2 separate regions of the Sus scrofa genome follow, and region 2 is linked to region 1. Evidence: chromatin contacts called from public Hi-C data. All regions are on one chromosome and are shown on one strand. Each heading gives the region's core, a stretch centred on a gene start, on an enhancer-like site or on the middle of the called end of the contact. The rest is flanking DNA. Distances are from core to core; before and after follow the strand shown.

Region 1 (4,648 bases), core at 1,158-3,657:
TTTTTTCATCTCATGTTAGATTTCATAAAATTCAGTCTGTTTCAAGATGACGTCAGAAGGATGATACGCAAGAACACCTGTACCACTGCTCTTAGAGCAACTGCATTTATTTCATTTCAGCTGAGTTCAATTCAATACGTATTTACTGTGCTCTAGGACTTGGTGAGAACTATGCTAAATATTGGCTGGTCAGAGAGAGAAAACAAAAGCGACACCGGATCTGTTTTCTTCTGGTTTATTTGGTATGCATGTTTTATTTCAATGAAGTTATATCTTTCCAGATGACTCACCTTGGATTTTTCTTTTCCTCTCAAGTTACTATTTGAATGTTCCATGCAGAAATAACCACATTGCCTTCAAGGAACTACTTGTATAGAAGTGTTTCATCCATATCATTTTTGTCTGCATTTCAACAGACGACTTTTTTTTTTTTTTTTTAAAGAGACGATTTTTTTAACGGTATTGGATAGTTATATGCTTCTTGGTCTTAATTCTTTTGTAGGAAGTGGTTTCCTCTAGGCAGTTAATGGCAGAGTGACTTTTGCCTTTTTTTAGAGATGACCCATTTCCAATTTGTCATATGGTGGATATTTCACTTAAAAAAATAATCCAGAAATTAACAGTCGAAGGTTGAACCAACAGTGTGATTAGTTTCTAGGAATTTCTCGTTCTTATAGGTAACTAAGTACACACACACACACACACACACACACACACACACACACACACACACGGCTTTGCATTTGGATTTAAAATGATGTTTAAGACTCCATTGTGGCCAGATTTCCTATCTCAGGACTATCAATTCATTTGAATAATCAGCAAAATCATCAGCCTCCTTTCAGGGTCTAAACTGGATTTAAAAGATTGACGTTTCTTAAAACTCAAATCGAGTCCGGCTGCAACTGCATGCCCAGAGGGACCTGAATCATACACACACTGGATAATGAAATACACTTAGATTTTATTAGCGGATAATTCATGCTCAGAATCTCGAAACACTAGTAGAATTAAATAAACAACTGGGAGAGGGAACCAAATAAAATTATTTGGAGATAAAATTATTTAACCAAAATTAGAGTGGAGGCAAGGCACTGCACTTTAAAATTCTTAACCTAGCCATTAAGTTGTTGAAAGAGAACCAAGCATGAGGACTGGTGAGGAGGGAGGGCAAAGATCTGTCCTTTTGGCTGGAATATCATCAATACACTGGGCAGAAGGGTGGTTGTTGTGTGTTGACCGTGTCAAGACTCATAAAGAGAAGTGCACCTGAGTCTGTGTATTTGAATGGTTTAAGGACCAACAACACTTTTTTCTCTACCAAGGTACCTTAGAAAGTAAACACCTTAAGCTCAACAATTTCCTCCCACTTCATACGAAATCACATAGTAAAATAGTGAAAAAGACCTTATAGCATGGATTAAATTGAAAAATTTCAGTGAGCCTTTGATATTCAAGAGTAAGTCGCAGCTTCTAGTTATAAATTAAGTATTGCATTTCTTTCAGGGAGGCCAAATTATTTCTTAATACAGAAGCAACCTTCTTGATTCTTCTCTTTCTGGAAGATTCTAGAAACAGAAAATAGAGCAAACCTAACCTGGAAGTTTAGGGAGTTGTTGGGGTGGGGGGTGGATGGGGAGAAGCTTGTAGCTATCATTTCAGGACCCTACTTGAACATATGTCTAAAAGAAGCTTTTGCGCTTTAATACATTGTGAGTGTTTGTTCCCCAGTCTGTTCAACCTCCTGGACAGAGTTCCTTGAACAAACAATGGTCTGATTAATGCACATTTCCAATCTCTCACCAGGCCTGGCACACACTGGGTGCTCAATTAATGTTTGCAGAAAGATGGAATGAAGAGACAAAGAAGAGTATAAATAAGGATGAGTTTCTCTGAAGTCAGCAGATCTTACGACAGTGGTAAATGTGAGACCCTGGTTCATAGGTGGAAATTCCAGGAGAAAAAAGTAGGGAAAATACGCAATTGATTAGAGCAAATATTTCCCCATTCCAATTTTTGGTTCACTTCATGGGCATATATGTACGTCCAGTGGAAGGGAGACTAATTTAGCTCTATAAAAGTACTGACCAAAACGGGGTTATTGCGCGTGAGAAATTAACTGAGGTGGAGAGGGCGCCAAGAGTCAAACTAGAAAAAGCATCTTTCCCGCTTGCTATTCAGGAGACTACTAGGGCGTGGGCCCCCGAGGAGACTACATTTCCCAGCGTGCACATAAGGACAGGAGAGGGCGTGAGCGCTGCCTTGGCGCGATGCTCTTTGGGAATTGTAGTTTTCACTTGTCCAGGACCGGCGTGGCTGTTTCAGCCTAGTGGTGAAACGAGATCACGTGATCGGAAAGTCCGTGGTTCGCCTTTGAGCCGGAAGAGGTTGACTGGGTTGACCTACTCCCGCCTTCCGGCGGACCTATCGGCGGCCTAGAGTGAGGCGTTGGCGTTTGAAATCAGCCAATGGCAGGCATAGGCTGGAGCAGCTACTCCGCCTCCTTCGCCCGGCCCGCGAGTGCGGCGAGGGAAGCTCGGCGGCGGCGGCGGTGGCGCGCGGTGTCGAGCGGCGGCGAAGTTGCTTCTGAAGGGAGCCCAAGGTAGCGGGAAATGGTAGCCGGGCGCAGAAGTGAACTCCCCGGAAACTCCTGGGGCCTAGGGCTGGCGGAGCCGTCCTCTGGGAACCGGTTTCGCTTGTATAGCTCTTCCTTTATTGTAGGAGCATTCGGGGCGGCAGGCCTTGTTGGAGAGGCGGGCGTGCGGGAGCCCGCGGCGGGGAGGGGCGCGGCGGGCCAGACCGAAGGCTAGAGTTTGGGGTGCAGTGGCGTGAGCTTAAGAGGGGCGCGTTAGAGGGGCGGCAGTGGGTGGCGGTGAGGCCCGACCCTGGCTGGCGGGCCGGCCGAGCGCAGGCGCAGAGGCGGTGTCGCCGGCCTTCCCCAGGTCCCGCCCCCTGCTCCCCCCGCCCCCGCGACCGGGCCTTCAGCCAGTGCGGCCCCCCGGCCCCGAATTCTTGGGGACTCTCACTGAGCGCTTTTTCCGTAGATGACCGGTTCTAACGAGTTCAAGCTGAACCAGCCACCCGAGGACGGCATCTCCTCGGTGAAATTCAGCCCCAACACCTCCCAGTTCCTGTTGGTTTCTTCCTGGGACACATCCGTGCGCCTCTATGATGTGCCGGCCAACTCCATGCGGCTCAAGTACCAGCACACGGGCGCCGTCCTGGACTGCGCCTTCTACGTAGGTGTCTCCGCTCCTGCCCCCTTTTTATGTTATGAGATTCCTTTGTTAATAGCGTCCCTTTTCCAGTGTTGAGCAGGGGCTTTTGTCGTTGGAGTTATTTGTACAGCTTCACTAACTCCACTCCCTCTGCCCGAACACACATCTGCCCCAGGTACTGTTTTTTTGGTTCTCTTTTCTTTCTTTTCTTTTTTTTTTTTTTTTTTTGGCGCTGGGGACGTGCAAATGTCGGAAACTCGTTCTCCCCTTTGCTTCTAATGGAGTACCTCTGCAAACTTTCTGGGCATAATGAATTTGAAACTCAAAAGAAGACAGTAAAATTTGGCTGACTTATTAAAGGGAAGGCTTTTTAGTAACTACTAGGAATGCTTGTTTATTCTCGGTCACTGCGGTGAACAGTTCTTTCTTAATTTGATGACATAGGGTGTAGAACACTTATTTGTTCTATTTTTTGAACTTTTTTTTCTGTCTGCAATTAATGTTGAGCTTGTTGTACATCTTGAATGTAAAGGAAATAGTTGGCTGTAGAAACAGGAATTTAAAAACACTTTTTGAAGTGCTGTAAGTTTTACGAGTTCCCTTGTGGCACAGCAGGTTAAGGATCTGGCATTGTCACTCCAGCCCCTCCAATTGCTCCTGTGGCTTGGGTTCCATCCACTGCCTGGTAATTTACACATGCTGCTGGTGTGGCCCAAAAAAAATAATAATAGCTTTGTAAGTTTTGAATGATTTGAAACTTTATCTTGTAGGATCCAACGCATGCCTGGAGTGGGGGATTAGACCATCAATTAAAAATGCATGATTTGAATACCGATCAAGGTAACGTAGCCACATTTTTATCAGTTTATTGTTTTCTTGATTAGTGCTTACTTTGCTTGCTTATAAATGTTTATTTAAGAAAAGTAGTTCCTGAGTTGCTTAATTCCTAAGTAGCTTAGATACAAGTAGTAGTGACTTGAATTTAGGACTTTTTGTTTAAATCACTGTTATGATCACAAAATATTATGCATGTATTTTATCAGTAAAACTCATGATCTCCATCCGAAGTGTGTACGTGAAGTGGCACTTAAGTATTTGACCTTTTCTTGTCCTCAGAAGTGGATTGGATCCTGCAATGGTCTACCTTTCCATAGGATTTTCTTACTGTAGGACAGTACTGATGTTTCAGAGTTCTCTTTTCAGAAGCTAATTTAGTTTACACTGAAGGAAGATAGGTTTTTAAAAATCTAACATTTTAAAATAGCCAAACTGTCAGGTACCATATTAACCCAGCTTATGTGATTGTTTTAGCATAGAATATGCTTCAGTTGCGTTTATTGAATGAATGACAAGATGAAACTCTTTCTTAGAGATGTGAAATACCCACATTTTTATGTTGACTTTGGAGCAGAATAGAGCTTGGAATGGAA
Region 2 (4,648 bases), core at 1,318-3,817, 220 kb before region 1:
TCAAATATACCTATCTATCACTTCCTTTTAAATCTTCCTTAGAGCTTCCATCTTTCTGCTTACACCATCCATTCACACATCCGCTTTTTCCATTCAAACCCTTACCATACTAACAAGTTATTGTAAATTCCTTAACTGATAATTCCAAAATCTATGTCAGATTGGTCTTAATACTTGCCTTCTTTCAGACTGTATTTTCCTTGCCTTTCAGCACGTCTTGAAATTTTTTGCTGCAAGCCAGACATAACGTATCTGGAGAAATGTACAGCAGCTAAAGTAATCGTGCTTCAGAGTGGAGTTTGTTAATCTGTGTGAGTCAGGCTCTGTTTAATGTCTGCTGTAACTACAGGTGTCAGATGTCAGAGGCTGCAATTTCCTCTACTGTTCTTGAATCTCCTCTATTGTCCTTCAGTTTCCTTAGAAACTCCTTTTAAAACAGTGTCTTGCAGCGATCTCAGTTGTAACCCACTTGTGTTTTATATTGAAGCCTTGTTCCAAAGGTGCTAAGGCACTGTGGAGGGGATGCATTCTCATAATCTTATTTAACTAAATCGAGGCCTGAGTCCCTAGGCTACCACCTTCAACTTCAACGTGCTTCTTAGTCCTCCCCCCCACCCTGTACATGAACTAGGAAGCCTAGAGGGGGCTGGAGTTGTCTAAGTGCCCATCTCCAGGTTATATGAGGCTCTGGTAGTTTCCAAGGGCACACCTTTGTTAAGGAGAACACAAAATGATTGCTGTTTCCTCCCCCTGACAAAACATGAGGGGATTTGCCTCCAGTCTGCACTGTGAGGATAGGGAGGGGGAGAGGGGAGGTTTCTGGAAGTAAAACCCATGAAAGTTTGAGGCCTCCTCGAAGTGGGCCCCCAAGGGTAACTCTCAAGCCAGTCTACGTTCAACCTCCAGCGATCCACCAACAACCATTTAGGTGTTCCTACCAAATACAGCCTCTAGAGGATTCTGTTTCTGTAAGCAGATCTCAACTCTGATTTTCTGTATTCAACTCTTTCTTGAGTCTTCAGTGTGGCTGTTCATCTTATGACCTTAATTATCTGATGGACCTTTTAAGTCACTGGTTTCCAGTCTGTTCAGCTTTTTTCTTGTAGTAAGGAGAACTGTGAGGAATTCCAAGCTGTTGATGTCAGAGTTGAAAACGGACGTGTTGATTTTTTTAAATCAGTAAACATAAACCCACAGAAACAAAAGCTCTTTGGAGTAGGCAACATCTTAAAAGGGTAAAGGGTCCTATGATCAAAGTGTGTGAGAACTACTGTGCTATATATAAATTATGATTAGGTGGTTATGTAATTCCCACTATAAATAAACTGCTCTTTAAAATAAGCAAGTCAATAAATCACACTGTGATACTGGTGGAAAGGTTACAAAAATATTCTTTTTTATTTCAAGTAAAAAAAAAAGAGAACACTTACAATTCATGACAAGAGTAATATGGTACATTAAAATTCTCAAAAAAACTTCTATTCCTACCCCTATCAATTCCATACAAAAAAAAAAAAAAAAAAACCCTTATTCACAAAACCTCTACCAAGTGTAAAATAATTCATAATTTCAGTAATTGTACTGAAAACACAGATGTGAGAATTATTTTATAAAGTCCCAAACCACGGGAAAGGAGTTCCCATCGTGGCTCAGCAGAAACGAATCTGACTAGGATCCTTGAGGATGCAGGATTGATCCCTGCCTCACTCAGTGGCTTAAGTATCTGGCACTGCTGTGAGCTGTGGTATAGCAGCAGACACAGCTCAGATCTGCCATTGTTGTGGCTGTGGCGTAGGCCAGTGGCTACAGCTCCGATTCGACCCCTAGCCTGGGAACCTCCATAGGCCCCAAGTGCGGCCGTAAAAAGCCAAAAACAAAACAAAACAAAAACAAACAAACAAAAAAACAAAACCACACACAGGAGAATTATATTACCTAAAAAAGTGTAGCTCAGAGGAATTAGTGATTAAAACTTCAGCACAGTGAACTTGCTTTCGAATGATAAACAGAATTTTCTCTGCTATCCAAAATAAAAAGCATTGTAGACAGAGGGAAAGCACATGCAAAGGTAGAGGAGCCTAGGAGGCAGGCAGGAGTAAGAGTACAAAAGACTTTGTATGCCATGCTAATGCGTAAAGGTGATTCAGTCAGGAGCAGCAAATGCTAGAAGGATCAGAGGGCAATTCGGAGGATGAAATGGAGGTAAAGAAAACGAAGGCTAAAGACCAGTAAATACTAGAATTATTTGGGTGTGAAGACAAAAGGTAGAGATAATGAAAAAGAGTAAATCTATCTTTAAAAAAACAGAGTAATGAGGTAGGAATCAAGACATAGTGATGTATGTGTTGGGGTTCCCATCATGGCACAGCAGAAAAGAATCCAAATATGAACCCAGAGGTTTTGAGTTTGATCCCCAGCCTCACTTAGAGGGTTAAGGATCCCGTGTTGCTGTGGCTGTGGCATAGGCTGGCAGCTACAGCTCCTATTGGGATCCTAGCCTGGGAACCTCCGTATGCCACAGGTGCAGCCCTAAAAAATTAAAAAAAAAAAATTTTTTAATTAAAAAAAAGACAATGATATATTGGCTATTTGGGAATAAAACAAAGAGGGGACCACAGAAGTCTTTAATTTTCTGACACAGAGTCTTTCAGCTTTATTTAAGGACCTCAACATCCAGCTGATAATACTGATCTTGCTCATTACACTGCAGGCTGGTATCTCCCAAGACAACCCAGTTTTCCTGGACTGCCCAAAGAGTTTAACACGGATCAAAGTGAACTTAGGACTGCAAGAGGCAGGACATACATGACAAATACACTGCTGCAGATAATTTAGAATCTGTCTAGTGTACTAATCTTTGCAATCATTAAAACAAGCACACTTACACTTAGAGACTTTTAAGTTTATGAATTCTACACCTATCAGATCTGTGGCAGGATTTAGCTTTCAATTTTGCTAAGTCCATCTAACAAACACCCTGGCTAATTACTTACAGAAAAATACATTCCTACTTTTTCTAGCACAAGTAAAAAAAAAAAAAAAAGCAAAAGAGCATTGTATTTTCATTAATATCCTAATATAACTCAAGTGAAAAGAAAAAGAATAGAAAAATTATTTTGTCCAGAAGAGTACGAAGAAAAAAATTAACCTGAGGCAGAGTAAGATTTCTACTTTCTATAGAGAATAGCAACAAAAATACCTGAGTGACAGTACAAATTTCCACAATGCTAACCATAAAATTTTATTTTAATCAAATTTCCACTTTTTATTCACTAGGTGGGGTTGACAGAGGTCGAGAAGGACCATCTGCCTTCTATTTCCGAGCAAGGTTCCACCTGCTCCCACTTTGCCGCCCAAAGCTGTAAAGGTCCCTCGGGTCCAGCTCGGATTCTCCTTCAGCGCAGACCCGAGGCCGCTCTTCCTGGAGCCTGCAGTGCAGACCTGCGGGGCGAGCCCCTTCCAGCCGGGTCTTCCTCCACCTCCCACCGCCCCGGCCGCGCGGTCCTGACACCGGGCCGAGGTGGGCCGGGGCCGGCTGAGCACGTGACCTCGCTGGGCCCCAAAGCTTTTCCCCACACACTGCCCGCCACCGCCGGCCGCGGAAAGCCCGGGGTCCACCCTTGAGAGCGCGAGGATGGAGCAGGTCCCTCGGGTCGCGAGGGCGACGACTCCACACCTATCTCACGACGGACTCCCCTCGTTGGACCAACTCTGTCGGTCACCCCAGCAACCGACACCCGCACCACCTATTTCTCAGGGGTCAACGGCGAAAAACCTCCCCGCTCCCGCGCGCCACATCGCGCCTGCGCGCAGTACCGGCGGAGGTGCCGTCAATGCGCATGCTCCCGCCTTGAGCCCGTCCTCGCGCAGCTTTTGAACCCGGCGGCCGAAGCCGGCGGTACGCGCATGCGTGTCTCCAGGAGCTGGTCTCCCGACCCGGCGGGAAGCCGCGGCTCGCAGGTTTGGAGCCAGACCAGTCGGAAGTGGCTCCTCCACCGTCCCTCTGTCAAGCGGAAACTCGGGCACTGGAAGGGAGGTTCCGGGGCTGCTCGGGGCTGGAGGCGGCCGAATGGAGACCGGGGCCGTGGACGCGCCGCTGACCCGCCGCCCGACGTTGGCGTCTTCCTGGGATGCCGCCTGCGGAGCCCTGGCCCAGAGCCTCCGTCTCGCCCGGGCGGGTCTCGGCGCCCGGGACGCCGACTGGGAGCAGCTGCTGGCGCCGCCTGCCACGGGGTGCGCCGCGCGGGCGGGGGCGGGGGCTGCGCTGCGTGACAGCCACGCTCCTGGCTGGGGAGCCGGGAGGGCGGAGGGTCTGGGCCGGGGTCTGGGAGCCGAGCTGGTGACGGGTCTGGGCGGCGCGAGGGCGAGGGGGCAGGGCCGGCGCGGCGGGAGGACGGGGCGGGTGACCAGGCCAGTGGGCGTTTGGCACACATCCCCTGGTGGCGGCCAGGTCCTCTCCTGAGGCCCCTTGTCAGAATCGGAACCGCCTCTCTCTCCCGAAACGCACCGACACCTCCTGGCGACCACGATAGCAAGAAAACAAAACAAAACCAACTGAGGAACACCTCCGCCAGCTTCGTTTTGAAAATGGCACCCTTCTGTCCATTGTCCCATTCTGTGCCTCCCCCCCCTCCCTCTTCCAAATTGT

Evidence for each region. A called contact is a pair of places that touch in the nucleus more often than the background predicts.
Region 2: a contact with region 1 is called in a Hi-C map of heart right ventricle, with 2.2 times the contacts expected there. The contact joins the promoter of LOC100620521 here to the promoter of BUB3 in region 1. A contact is called at or near these places in 1 of 47 Hi-C or Micro-C datasets (heart right ventricle) and 1 of 2 datasets of contacts at active chromatin or transcription factors (alveolar macrophages).

The regions. Positions count from the first base shown.
Region 1 is chr14:132,700,681-132,705,328 of Sscrofa11.1, forward strand. It overlaps BUB3 (mitotic checkpoint protein BUB3), which reads left to right and starts at 2,408. Exons shown (of 8, transcript XM_005671519.3): 1 at 2,408-2,602; 2 at 3,045-3,239; 3 at 3,989-4,058. The coding sequence starts at 3,045.
Region 2 is chr14:132,479,107-132,483,754 of Sscrofa11.1, forward strand. LOC100620521 reads left to right here and starts at 2,568. Exons shown (of 6, transcript XM_003483570.4): 1 at 2,568-4,233. The coding sequence starts at 4,070.